2 separate regions of the Arachis hypogaea genome follow, and region 2 is linked to region 1. Evidence: chromatin contacts called from public Hi-C data. All regions are on one chromosome and are shown on one strand. The core of a region is the stretch at or near the end of the contact, and the rest is flanking DNA. Distances in the headings are between cores, read along the strand shown.

What was found. A called contact is a pair of places that touch in the nucleus more often than the background predicts.
Region 2: a contact with region 1 is called in a Hi-C map of leaf, with 2.3 times the contacts expected there. The contact joins the promoter of LOC112797063 here to the enhancer-like site in region 1. A contact is called at or near these places in 3 of 8 Hi-C or Micro-C datasets (all in leaf).

The regions. Positions count from the first base shown.
Region 1 is chr4:101,305,795-101,308,817 of arahy.Tifrunner.gnm2.J5K5, reverse strand. LOC112797062 (dnaJ protein ERDJ3A) reads right to left here. Exons shown (of 7, transcript XM_025839822.3): 6 at 2,594-2,947; 7 at 1,496-2,225. The coding sequence ends at 1,938. Among protein-coding and RNA genes, the nearest start is that of LOC112797062, 4.3 kb to the right of the region's middle. Within about 2 kb of position 1,452, at least 2 of the 3 cell types and tissues checked have open chromatin away from gene starts, as enhancers often do.
Region 2 is chr4:101,394,151-101,397,173 of arahy.Tifrunner.gnm2.J5K5, reverse strand. It overlaps LOC112797063 (pyruvate decarboxylase 2), which reads right to left and starts at 1,424. Exons shown (of 6, transcript XM_025839823.2): 1 at 541-1,424. The coding sequence starts at 1,053.

The DNA.
Region 1 (3,023 bases), core at 203-2,702:
GCCGCAAGATGGAAAGAGAATGGGAGAGAGAAAGGTTCCGAAAAATTATTAAACATTTTATTTTTATCCCTATTATACACATTATATTTTCTCTTATTGTAAATCTAAACGGTTCAACTCTTTAAGCTTTCACATTTGTATTGGCGAAAAGTAGTTGTAATTCTATATTTCTACGACTCTAAACAATTTACTACATACGTACTTCAATATATTTTTGTTCATTCCTAGTATTTGATAATAGAATTTTAAAATAGCTTATGGACCAAACTATGCCATATACCTTTTAAAGATACAAGTTGCTCAACTTGCTAAATTTCATGTTATGCTTCAATTTTTATAAACTTAGTTGAGATTCTCTATTTACAAATTAAACAACCCCACCTTAATCTAAACGATTTCACGGAATTCATGGTTTATTTATTTATCAATTCTGCTTGATGGACAATAAAATTATGAATAATATAAACAATGAACTACATCTCAAGTTCACTAAATATAAATAAACTTAATTAATTTAAATTTTAAATTTTAAAATTAAGACTAAACTTTTTAATCCATTATTTATATTGTTAAAAAAAACATTATTTCCTTATATTTTTTCTTATTTATTTCTTACTTACTCTTGTTCTTTTGCTATTAAGAAACCAGATCCACTGATTTATTGAGGCAACAAACCAGAAAGCCTGTGGTAATAGAATCCAATAAAGAGTGACCCTTTTTTAATTACGTTAAAAGGGGTCACCACTCACCACGTTGTTTTTTATACTCTGGAAATATTGAAACCTTCGCCTCGTGTCAGGATCATGTTAATGCATGCAAGTTGCAAACTTGCAATACGTACAAGAGTGGAGATTTATTTTTTATTCTAAATTGTGTTCTACTGTTTTCGGACGTCTTCCCGTAATTGTTACTTTAAAAGTTTAAAGTTCTCCCTAAAATTAATATTCTGAAAGTATTATATTTATTTGGCCTCAATCTAATTCAAGTTGTCAAATGAAATTTGATCACTCATGAATTTAATTTGACTAAAGGAATTTAATCACTCATGAATTTATTCTGTTCTAGTTCAATGAAGAAAAGGGATTAAAGTAATTTGAAATGAATATCTTTGACAATTGACTAGCAATTTTATCATTAAAATGAAAAATCTTGAAAGACGGTTTATTATGTATGTATCAATTCCTCAGATAATCTAATAATAAATACATTGTTTCATTTTTCTGGAGATATCTACGGACTACCATTACAATCCACAGCATGCAGTCATTATTATTTCATTCGAGGTTAAAGTTTAAAAAAAAAATTTTGGTCTTGGAGGTTAAAGTTAAATTAAAATCTTGCAAGATGAAAATTCCCACAGAACTAATAAACCTTTTTATCACAAAGCCCTCCCTATACCCACCACAAAAAATGAACATCAAAGCCCCAAAATATATCAACAACGCCACGCACAAACAAAAAAAAAAATAAAAAAAGAAAAATCAACGACAACAAATTGTTATATCAAACAGTATACTAATGCATACTTTTACTTCAGCAGCTTATAGAATACTCTGATAGAATCGATTCTGAATATATCTCTCATTATGATCTATTTTTGAGTATTCTTTACAGTTGCCTCAAGGACATTTTTAGATAATGCGACACCCATGACTACAACTCTACATGCTCATCATTCCCCCAAGCACATCACATGTCTAAAGAACAAAATTCATTGTAGTCTGTTCTCAAAGCAAAATTGCCAGTGACGGTGAGAGCAAGATGCAGCATCCCATTATCCCATGCATGACGCATCAATATTCAATTAGCATTTTTTCTTTTAAAATCTCCACATATTCTTTGCTGGTATAAAATACAAAAGACCCTATTCTGTGAGTTATGTACATGGGTTGGCATAACCAAAAGTGCTGCAAAACCCATCATTATTGTTTAATCTTCTACTTGAGTAGAGGTTTATTTTGTGTTTCCCTGAAGGGTATATCTCCACTGAGGACTGAGCTGATGAAATTCTCAACCTGCTCCATTGTCATATCACCCTTAAATACAGTGTATTTACCTCTCCTAGGCTTGTAGGCGATCAACAATTTATCTGATGACTTGTAATCTGTCTTGTTGAATGCTTTTAGAAATGATTCTTGCTTTGCAGCATCTAAGAGCGCATAGGAGATTGAATCCCTAGAGCTTGCTCCTTGATTTGGTCGCCTTGAAAGTGATTTCTGGGAGACCTAAAACGAAAAAAGTTATCTCCCTGTGAGAGCTTTGCATAAAATAAAGTTATACTGCTACCTCTATTTCCAAACAACAATGCTATGTGTACATAAAAAATCAGCCACCAATATAAAATACATGTAGAAATACAAAATACACATTGAAAATAAGTTAAATCAACACGTGTATTTAACACATACATGGTGGCTGATTTTTGATGCGCATATAGCATTTTTTACATCCAAAATAACAAAATTAAGACACATTAGTAAATTGAAGAATTAATCATTAGGAATGGTGCAAATTCATTTTGGTACCATTAAACTTAGGTTTGACCTCTCCAAAGAGCAAAACAAGCATGGACCAAAATGGAAATTACACTTACCTGAGAGAGAATTAACTCTAGCTTTCCTCTGGCTTTAGAAGACCTGAAGGCACCAATGATGCATACCGGAGCTTTATCACCACATAGCTCCTCAAAGTTAGACTTAGAAAGCAACTGTATGTGTCCCTCTTCAGAATCAGTTTGTGTCTTCGTAGCATGCCCAGATGCTTCCTTTTTACATAATTTTTCAAAACTATCAAGTAGGCTACTAAGATCAAGAACTGCAGATTTCAAATCTTTTACAGAAATCCCTGATTTCAAAATGCGCTTCTCTCCATTAGGTAGCCAACCCACAATAGCTGGAAGTCCATCAACTCCTAACTTTTTCACTCTTGGATCAGAAACATCTTGAACCTACAAATGATATAAGCACAAAATAAATGTTTAAAGCTGAATATGAACTTAAAAATACCAAAATATTCTTGGTTTA
Region 2 (3,023 bases), core at 175-2,674, 88 kb before region 1:
AGCCCGTCATAGGAATATTCCAAAATTATTCACCAAATCTATCACCATACCAACCATTCTGTCCAATCACCAGAACCCGTCAACTTCACATCCAACACCAAAACCAGCAAATAAAGAAAGCAATCATTTAAATTAAATTTAAAAAAAAAAAAGGATGGCTCCTCCCATCATCAGCATCAACATGTCTTTGTGAATACGTGAATATGATAAAGCAAGATATGAATTAAAAGTTTAGTCAAAACTGTTTAGTCTCAACCTCACATCGTCTAATCACCCAAAAAACCTCCATAAAAAATAAAAAACCAGCAACAAACCCATGTCCAACTCCGATGAATAATCACAACAGCAAAACACCCCAGATTTCAAACTTCATGAATCATCCCCATAACAAAAAATATTTAAATAATAATAAAATAACTAAGGGAATCTTTAAAAAAATAAAAGTTACATAGAAAAAACACCAAAAAACTAAACCTTGCAATACATTCCAACTGAACCGATCAACTTCGAGCTTCAAAAAACCGAGTATAGAAATGGTACCTGGAAGCAAGTGACAGTTTGAAAGCACCTCAACTCTTGTGAAAAATCGGGTAAACCAATTGTATGATGAAGAATCCTGTTAGTTCCATAGTCATTAGAGTTGGGACCACCAACTATGCATATCAATGGTAAGTTCTCACTGTAAGCTCCAGCTATGGCGTTCAGCACACTAAGACCTCCAACAGTGAACGTCACAACGCACGCGCCAACTCCACGCGACCGCGCGTAGCCATCAGCCGCGTACCCTGCGTTGAGCTCGTTGCAGCAACCAATAAGGTTGAGGCCTGGCTCCGCTATGAGGTGGTCGAGGAGAGTGAGGTTGAAGTCACCGGGGACGGAGAAGACGTCAGTGACGCCGATCTGGACGAGGCGGCGGGCTAGGTGGCGGCCGAGTGTGGCCTCCGATGAGCAGATGGCGGTGGAGGGGACGGAGGTGGAGTTGTTGTTGGCGCAAGAGATGATGTCGTTGCTTGGGGGCTTGTGTGAGTCGACGGATCCAATCTTTGTGTCCATGGCGGCGGTGGAAGACGGTGGCGGTTTGGGGAGGTGGAGTGAGAGTTTGAAGGAGAATGAAAATGAGAGAATGATTGGTTGTTTTGAACTCTGAAGTATTTCTTTCTTTTTTTTGTGGTTTGAATTCTTGGTGAGAGTGTGGTTTAAGGAGGGGGGTTTTATATGTAGAACTAAGAAGGGTGGTGGGTTTGTGATGGTGAGTGAAGAAGAGTGGGAGAGTGGTGGTGGTAATAAAACAGAAAGAGGAGATACAGGGTGCTGGTTTTTGGTTTTTAGTTATGTGCTGCCCCTGTTTGGTACATTGGTCTTGGCGGTGGTCTACTCTCGTCTACAACTTTCATGAGTTTTGATTTTTTTTTTTTTTCAATAATGATAGTAATCTAAATAAGTTAATTTAATATAATAAAAATGAGTTATAATTAAATATTATTTTAAATTTTATTATTTAATTTGATTAAATTTGATTCATAAAATGATTTAGATGTATAATATTAATTTTTTTACACAAAAATATTAATTATATAAATGTTTAATTATTTTGTTGGTCCTTATAGTTTTAAAAAAAAATTATTAGGTTTTTATTTTTTTTAATTGAATTTTTGTACTAAATTTTTTTAATTTACACTTTTTTTTATTTGGATCTCTGCATTAATTTTTTTTAGTTAAGTTCTTATACAATTAAGTTAATTACGATCAAAAGGAACTTAATTGAAAAAAAATTGATGCAAGAACCCAATTAAAAAAAAGTATATGAATCTAATTGAAAATTTTATGAAACTATATGGACTAACAAAATAATTAAACCTTATATAAATATAAATATTTTTTATAGAATAATATTACACATCAAAATTTTTTTATGAATCAAGTCTAACCAAATTAAATAATAAAATTTTGAATAATGTTAAGTATAACTAATTTTTATTATGTTAAACTAATTTGATTAGATTTAGTTAACAAAAGAATTTAAATGTGTAATATTATTCTTGAGTGATTAATTTTAATATATATTTATCATAATTATTTTTATTATAAATTTTTATCAATATAGATTTATATATAATTATATTTATATAAAATTAATAATTAAAAATTATTAATTTAATAATTTTAATTATTAATTTTATATAAATATAATTATATATAAATTTTTGTTATTTTGATCTCTCTCACTTTCTTTCTTTCTTCGTCCCATACAAATTTAGAAAAATTATTTTGAAATAATTAGTGTGGAGAATTGGACTTATTCCTTTTTTTAGTTATTCTCTTTATAAAATCTTTATTATATTATTTGAAACATACATGGTATCCGACAATGTACTATTACTTGGAATAACAGGAGGTATGTGTAGAAATATCTAAAGACGGAACGACATTGGGACCAAAATTTAGCCGTCAAAGTAGAGATGGGGATGGAGATAAAAATCTCCTTTTAAGCTCATATTTACTAAACACCTCATTTAGAAAGGAGATCGAAATTAAAAAATAAAGACTGAGAAATTAAAATTAAAATAAAAATAAAAATTGAATTAAATGTTTATATTATATTTAACATAAAATATATAAAATTAAATTATATTTTAATATTATATTTAATTTACAATAAATATTAAAATTAAAGAAATAAATTTAAAATTTAAAATATTTAAAAAATAAATTAAATCTCTATATTTATGTTTCAATATTTTTACAAAAAAAAATATAAAATTTTAACCTTTATTCTAAAAAGTCTTAGTTTTATGTGTTTTCATTTTTTTAGTACGGAAAAAATTAAATTATATTTTAAAACTAAAATTTTAGTATTAGTTTTTAATTCCTAAACACAATATTTAATTCTATTCTTTCAATCTCAATCTTAATTTCAAAAACAAACACATCTTAAAAAAATTTAAAAATAGGAATAAAACTCTATATATTAATTAATTTGATGTGAATTTTTATGTATTTTTTGGTTTCTCACAGTATCCCCA